Regions from separate parts of the Acanthopagrus latus genome. Here region 1 is linked to region 2. The links are chromatin contacts, called in public Hi-C maps. All regions are on one chromosome and are shown on one strand. The core of a region is the stretch at or near the end of the contact, and the rest is flanking DNA. Distances in the headings are between cores, read along the strand shown.

Region 1 (4,244 bases), core at 306-2,805, 140 kb before region 2:
AGGGAGGTGACAAGACAACTTGTAACGAGTTTACAAGAATCAAGTTGGACTGCGCTCGATGGGGAATGAAAGTAATGATGATTGGGTTTAATATGACTGTTTATCAAAATGTAATGCCTTGTTGTGTAAAACACTGTATGTTTGCATTTCACCAACGTCTATCTTTTATTGATACAAACATGTAAATATTTATGTAAAAAAAAAATGTGTGTACTTGCTGCTTTATTGAGTCAAGCTGATGTATTTTACAGAGATAGTTACATGGACATAATATATGTATGTCCCTCAAGCAGGGGTTTTCTATTCATTTACTACATCATGTTGTGGAGGTCGAAATGATGAAACAAATGTGAACACATTCAGACTGCATCATATTATGTCATAACGCCCAGGTTTGTCCATGGTAGCTTTGGTAGATTTGTGTAAATAGTGAGGATTCAGTTTTGTTTTAAAAGTCAGAATACTATCCCTGTACTATATTAGGATTCTCATGTGTTTCTTGTTTATTTTTCCTGCACAACTTGGCGTGAATTACAACATTAACATTTACTTTACATAAGCTGTGTGATAGTATGGCATTTATTGTTATGCAGCTATGTTTAGATATCCCTTTCACACTAGTCGTTTTTTGTATAGAATGATGTGAAAAGGGCTCCAGAACTACACCCAACATGCTGTTTACAGATATAATGCAATGCCTCATCACAAATCTAGTTTTGTTCACTGTATATTGTGTGTATATATATATATTGAAAATGGTTAAGGGGGCACTATGTATTTTTTGGAGAAGAAATTCAAACTCAGAAGTTTTACATTTTCAACATAAATGAGGTAATGATACAAACTCAGAAATATATATATTTTTTCAATACATTTTTAAACAAGCTGTTCTCAGAGGAAAATAAGGTCCCTAGAACAATGTTCGAAGCAAGAAAGGTGGCAGGGTCCGCCACAAACAGTACGAAATCGTGTTGTCCTTGAAGGTCAGATTGTTTATTCAGTCTGATTATTAAGTGTGTTTACGCCTAAAAAATCAACAAAGATCTTTCTCTTTAGAAGTTAAAACTTCCAACTCCATAAACTACATAGTGCACCTTTAAACAGTTCAAAGTTAATTCATCACCAAATGCATTGAAACATTTTAATAAATATTCATGTATATTCACATTTATATAACATGTATATAGTTAAATGTGTTTGAAAACTGGTGTGAGTTTGTACTTTATCGAACATGAAACAATAAAACAAAACCAGGCCATGTCTGTGGCAGAGAACCACAAGAATATTACAAATAACAAACATGTAAAATAAAGAAAGGAAAATCAGTAATTTACCCTCTGTCTTGTTGTTTGAAATGTGCTGCTTTTAATCCATTTCAAAGACAAATGGTGATATGGTCTGTGATAGGAGAACACATGTATAAGCATGTGTGCATTTTTTTTATTTGTTTATTTTTGCAGAAGGTTAAAAGTACATGTACGGTCAGGTGGGCAGTTTTGTGTCCTTCCTCGTGTGTGCAGCAGGTGGCGGTAGCACGAAGGTTGTCGTCTGAGCTACACACATTAGCAACCAGAGTAGAAGACTGGCTAGTTTAGCCCTAGCTAGCTAGCGCGTTTGTTGACTGTAGCGAGGCTGTGCTAGCTAATTGCTAACAATCTGGATTTAAGAAGAAACGGAATAAAAACATAACGCCATTTTTGGGATGCTTATCGTCCGCGAGGTGTAATAGCACATGTTTTGTGTAAATATCCGCCGGCCCGTCAGGATGTTGACCGGGCTCAAACTTGTTGGATGATCCTCCTGAATTAGAAGCTAAAGGGCCTTGAGTCCGCGGTGCTTGGGTCAACGACAACCGGGAATCGGTGTGATCTGAGAGGGGGAGCATCCAGCTACAGGCTAGCTAGTTAGAATCACTGCACCAAAACCTCTCCTGAAAATGTCACATAACGGACCCCCTCCTCGATGGCGGAATTGTCCCAGAAGAGGACAGCCAGTGGCAGGTGAGACAATAACGGCTAATCTAACGCTTCATTAATCATACTAAATTAACGTTACGTTTTGCAATTGCTATTATAATTAGCTGTTAGCTGTGGGATTTATTGCATCTTGTGTTCTTCACTCTGAATGCTGATAGTACATATTAGGGTACCTTTTCTGGAATGTTATGATCCGCTTTTCTAATTTTCCGAACGTCCTGATGTACCGGGCAGCCACTTGGTTCTGTTTCAGTCACGTATAAATGGGATGTCTAGCATCACAACACAGTGACGTTAGTGAGCAGTGTAGTCCCTAGTATATAAATATCTTTTTTTATTTTATTTTTTTAAAATGCGATGTTTGGTGTGAGATAAGGCGCCGATGCCACTGGATTACACTAAGGAACTCAAGAAGCTTAGACATTTATCAGTGCGCATGTTTGTTTGCGGCTTACAGCGAGACCACCTTCATTTGTCATATTTTCAAATGGAGCTTGACATGACACCGTCCGAGCGCGCGCCGTTTAGCTAAATTGGCACCTGTGGCTTACGGGCTATCGAAGTGCGTGCTTTTTACGAGCCAACAACTCCGATTTAATCCCGAGTTTAAGCCGACTCTGTGGGAGCTATGTGTTTTTCATTTATTTCCCGTAAGAAAAAGTGCAGTAGAAAAGTGCTAACAGTCAGGGAGCTGGCTAGCATCGCTGTCGGAGCGTCACGTGTCAAAACAAACCGGGGCAGTAGCATGGTTGGGCACGATTCTATGTAGCGGTCGTCATACAGTAAATCATGTAAACATGACCGCTTGTTTACATGAATCTGGCATGGCAAGACCCATGTACACCCTCGTCTGCTTTTTATAAGTGCAGCAGTCGAGACAGATGTACAAATTAACGTTAACGTTGGTAATGGTGGTACTTAAAGATCCAGACCTATTACTTTAACTAAAGCACACAGACGGGTCAACTTAGATATGACAATACCTTTTGTATGGAAGGCCATACCAGTCATAATTCTGGGATAGAGGGTCGAAATTCTGAGACCTAAAGTCAGTATTTTGAGATCAAACGCCAAAATATGAAATAAAAAGTCAAAATTATACACGCCTCATAATTAGTCAGGCATATTGGAACATGGGTACATATACAGTCCCGGTCAAAATTTTAAATATGATTGTAATGGAAATGTATACCATGGCAGACTTAAATTCTGATGATTTCTACAGCTCTAATTTTACTGTGATGGGATGAGAGGGACACATGCTGCTTTGCCACAAAAAGAAACATTTGCGCAATTGGCTTCAAATCTTAATTTGATTTATATGAATGCGCCTTCTGAAAATGTGACCAGATCTGCTGGGTCAAAAGTAGATATACAGTAACTCGAATGGTAAATGCAGGTGATTTTATAACGTTGTGTGAATCACATTTTCTGTGTTTGGTCTCTTAACTTCTTCTGAGTGATTCTGATTGATAATGGCTGATGACTTTTCTCAGCACTCTAAGCCACAAACGCTATAATGGGAAAGAAAAAGAGCCCACCATTGATTTGAACTAGTCAGGAAAGCTTACTGACAAGCATCTTGTTAGAAATATTATGCTGTGGGGATGTTTTGCTGCCAGTGGATCTGGTGCTCTAAAGAAAGTAAATGGAATAATAGAGAAGGACGATTATCTCCCAATTCTTAATGAAAACCTAAAATCATCAGCCAAGAGATCTGGGCTTGGGTGCAGTTAGGTGTTCCAACAGGACAATGATCCCAAACGCAAATCAGACGTGGTAAAGGAAAGGCTAAATCAGGCTAGAATTGAGGTTTCGGAATTGCCTTCCCAAAGTCCTGACTTGAACCCCATCAAGATCATGTGGAATGAGCTGGAGAAACAAATTCGTGTTACTGTCCAACTCCACTCATTCTGTCGAGGAGTGGTTAAAAATTCAGCCCGAGAACTACCAGAGGTGGTGGATGGGCATCAAAAGCCACCTTGTGGCAAAAATGGCCAAGGGACATTTAACCAAATATTAGAATTACTGTATGTATGTTTTTGAGCCAGCAGATTTATCGTATGTTCGGAAAAACCCATAATAAATGTATTTATATATATTTATAAATACATTTATATAATCTTTTGGGTAATCTTAACAGCAGCCCTACTCAGTACAGTTTTATATTGAGGACCACTTGTTCATTCCATGCATTTTCCTGCGTAGGTAAATTCCTGCCAATGAAAACGATGTTGGGCCCCAGATATGATGACCAGGTTGCAGAGG
Region 2 (3,939 bases), core at 570-3,069:
CAACAGATTGAAGTGAGAGGAAGCCCAGCCCTGAGCTGATCGAAACCCAGAGCTGTCTGTGAGGTTTTACTGCCCCCTCATGGAACTTCTGACATTGAAGGAAGAAGACATGCTGTCTGCATTGATTTTAGCTCTGTTAGTATTGCACAGGTTACATCTTGCAACCATGAAAGTGACAAATCGCAAGAAAATGGCCTCCGCAGCATCGTCTGACGGCGACATCTGCTCTGTCCTTTTCATCACTCGGCTTAAAGGGATAGGAAAATGACAACATCTGTTCACACAGATATCAACTGGATTTATCTGCCAAACACTCCAATCTACGACGAGCCACGAGGCGGGTTTATTCAGCCATGTGTGGAAAACTACATTTAGAGTTGAATTTGAAAAATAAACATTTGCTGAGTCCAGAGCCAATAGAGATTATAGAGTTTTTTGACAGAAGATCAAAAGCTAAAAATCGCCCAGTTAAAGTTCTTAATTGTGAGTGTTTACTTCTTTTCTTTGTCTGACATGATGGTAAACCAAGCACTTTTGGATTTTTGATGGTCAGACTAAAACAGTTTGAACACATGAACTCGGGCTTTGGGAAGCCACGACAGAATGTATGTGCCAAACAAAAGAAAACATTTGTCAGATAATGAAAATGATCTCCTGCTGCAGCTCTGGCTGGACCAAGATGTGGGATGAGTTGCATATGACCTTTTGGACTCACACCTAAAAGTATGACACCATAACGTAAAGATGCACTATATGGTTCTGGTGAAGAAATTCTGATCAGAGGAGAAAGATCTTCATTGATTGAATTTCATACCTAAACACATTATAACATATGTTTATATGTGGCGGACCCTGCTGCCTTTCTAGCTCCAAACAGTGTTCTGGGGGACCCTGTTTTCCTCTCACAACAGCTTGTTTACTCATACATAAGCATGTTACTGAGTTTTCTTTTCAAGACTTCCCAGCTTGACGCTGGAGGGTGATGACAAAATTACAATCTTGTGTAATTCAGTATCAAAATGGATAGTGCTATTTCTCCTGAGAACAAATGTTGAAATACCAGTGGCTCAAAACTCCCCTTCCTCTTTTGTACAGTTCAATGTGTGTGTGTGTGTGTGTGTGTGTGTGTGTGTGTGTGTACAGGGATCATTGAGAAAGTTGTATCGTGGTGGAAGGGACTTTTTTGGGTGTGTGTGTGTGCAAGGCATGGGTCAAACACTGCAAACCAGATAGGATGTTTTACAACCACAGGCTTTTGTAAGTTCAAACACATGTCTGTTAAGTAATTTATTTAGATCAATACTTAACATGAACCACAGGCAATTAGTTGACCACTTATTTTCAGACTGATTTAATTATCATTATTTTCAACACAAAATGAAAGATGGATTCATATTTGGTATTTGATTCTGTGGTGAAATAATGAAATGCCTCGAATAGAAGATAAATCTTTTTTGTGGTTGCATTTTAGACAAACTGGCCTGAGTCCAGTCAACTTTATTTATTTATTTTTTATTCAAACTTGAAAACATCAATTTAAATGTTCCCTTTCAAGTGTTCTCTCAATGTTTAATAATCATATATCTGAAATTACCTTTCCTTTTTTATAAAGCCCTTTTTATTGCCTTTTTGTTAACATTTTAGATGAAAATGAAACTTTTCCGTGGTTTAGGGGGTTTTGTTAACAAACAAATCAAATTTGAAAAAAAGCACCGTCTCAAGGTATTCGGGAAATGTAGTTTTCCAAGCTACTAAAAACAATGGCAGCGGTCTGAAATAAAACTACAAGTACCAGCATGAGGCCACTCTGTTGCGCATGCTCGCAACCGACCCAGTAGATCGTAACATAAAGTAAGCTAGTCTGAGCCGTTGTTGGAAATACTCACGACTGCTGCTGGAAAATCTATAATCATCTGATTATATACAACATTTGCCCTCACTTCTTTCATCCAGACTTATTGGAGATATACTCGGTCACCTGAACTCTAAGAGATTTATCAGCAGAAGGCGACGAGAAAGAAAAGAAGTGCGTATTTGTCTGAAGACCGGAACCGCTGCTGCCGTTTGACCTAGCTAACGTGAGTTAGCATTGGTAGCACAGACCGGGGCCCAGGTCCGCAATTTACCAAGACAACAGGGGATTTTAGGTTTTCTAGTTTAGATTTTTAGACACAGTTCAGTGTGATGGCTTGTGGGGCTACTCTGAAAAGGAGCCTGGACTTCGATCCGCTAATGAACCCGGCTTCTCCTAAAAGAAGGAGGTGCGCCCCGATCATGTCTCCAGTCTCTTCACCACAGAAATATTTGCGTATGGAGCCTTCACCTTTCGGGGAAGTGTCGTCCAGACTCACAGCAGGTACGAACCTAAATCCAGATTTCACAGTTCCATGTAATGGTCAAGGTTAGAGTCGTTACACAGGCCTAATTGCGAACTTGATAGTGATAGCATGTACGCCATTAGCATACCGGTGTCTGTCGTGTGAATCGGACAAAACTCCACAGGCAGTTTGCCAAATTTAATACGTGTTAATGTTATTTATGTGGCTTGTCTGTTAACATATATTGTATATTATGTAGTATGAATCTTTATTGCCCAGTGGTACATTCGGCCTTGACCGTGTGGAAGATTTTATGTCAAAATGTAAAATGTTAAGCAGTGGTTTTGAGGATGCAAAGTGTGTGAATAACAGGAAAGAGTTCTCTGAGGTTTGTGTTCTTGTTGTGTATCAAACAGATGGACGTTGTGCTGCAAGCAGTACAGTTACTTGTACCGTTTGCCAAGATGTAAATTGTGCACATATACAAATGTGATCTCAAACAACGATGTACTTTGTTTCAGAGCAAATTCTACACAACATCAAACAGGAGTACAAGCGGCTGCAGAAGCGACGACACCTGGACAGTGCTTTCCAGCAGGCAGACGGCTCCTGTCCTGTTGACCTGCAGAACATTCACAGTGGATCAGCTCTTCCAGGTACCAGTGGCACTTCCTCACTGAAAATATTGGGTCATTTTCATAAATCCCATAACCCATTCCAGATCAGGATTTAAAGGATAATCTAAACTGCATACAATCTCATCAGACCCAACGGTTAACTCCCAGAGATGAAACAGTAGAGCTGGAAAGCCCCCTTATCCTTTCCCTTTCTTTTGTCATGGTGGCATGTTACCACAAACTCACTCTGTGTAAAAGTAAAGTGGACTTCAGGTCCTTCAGGGAGTGTCCATCAGATGGATGAAGAACGATGATTGCGTTACTGCACAATACACATTTGTCGTCCATAAATACGCTGCCGTACCTGCTTGGCATTATGGCAGTATATTGTATATCCTGTATTGATTGTGATGTTATTCTCCCAACAGGTACGTCCTCAGGTGCCTCATCTCCCACCAGGAAAGAGCAGCCTTTATTCTCCCTCAGGCAGGTCGGGATGATTTGTGAAAGACTACTGAAAGAGCGAGAGGACAAGATTCGCGAGGAGTATGATGAGATACTGACCACAAAGCTGGCAGGTGTGAATTTAAAAATAAATAAATACATTTGAGTGGTACAGAGAACAAGTTGTAGTGAGCAATCCATAATGAGTGTTTGTTCTTTCTGCAGAGCAATATGACGCCTTTGTCAAGTTCACACACGATCAACTGATGCGAAGGTTCGGCGAGCAGCCTGCGAGCTGTAAGTATATTTCTTTTCACCACACTCTTGTAGTTTGTGGTGCCTTTCAGACTTGCCTCTGTGGGTTGTCAAATTGTAAATGAGACGGTATTTGCTTACAAAAGAGACATTTAAATGAGCTCTATGGAACATTATGTCATTTTACATGTATTAATATTTTATTGGCCATATGTGATGTGACTTGAGAAATGAGACCATCTCCATCTCTTGGTTGTCTTTATAACCCTGTGGACAATCTATTTAAGTTGTTCAATGCTGCTGGA

The links. A called contact is a pair of places that touch in the nucleus more often than the background predicts.
Region 1: a Hi-C map of muscle shows a contact between it and region 2, with 5 times the contacts expected there. The contact joins the promoter of rngtt here to the promoter of akirin2 in region 2. A contact is called at or near these places in 4 of 4 Hi-C or Micro-C datasets (liver and muscle).

The regions. Positions count from the first base shown.
Region 1 is chr22:11,559,395-11,563,638 of fAcaLat1.1, reverse strand. rngtt (mRNA-capping enzyme) reads left to right here and starts at 1,555. Exons shown (of 16, transcript XM_037086750.1): 1 at 1,555-2,000; 2 at 4,185-4,244. The coding sequence starts at 1,937. It overlaps LOC119013134 (interleukin-6 receptor subunit beta-like), which reads left to right. Exons shown (of 16, transcript XM_037087536.1): 16 at 1-1,333. The coding sequence ends at 1.
Region 2 is chr22:11,423,193-11,427,131 of fAcaLat1.1, reverse strand. akirin2 (akirin-2) reads left to right here and starts at 1,819. Exons shown (of 5, transcript XM_037086099.1): 1 at 1,819-2,356; 2 at 2,840-2,974; 3 at 3,364-3,513; 4 at 3,605-3,676. The coding sequence starts at 2,185.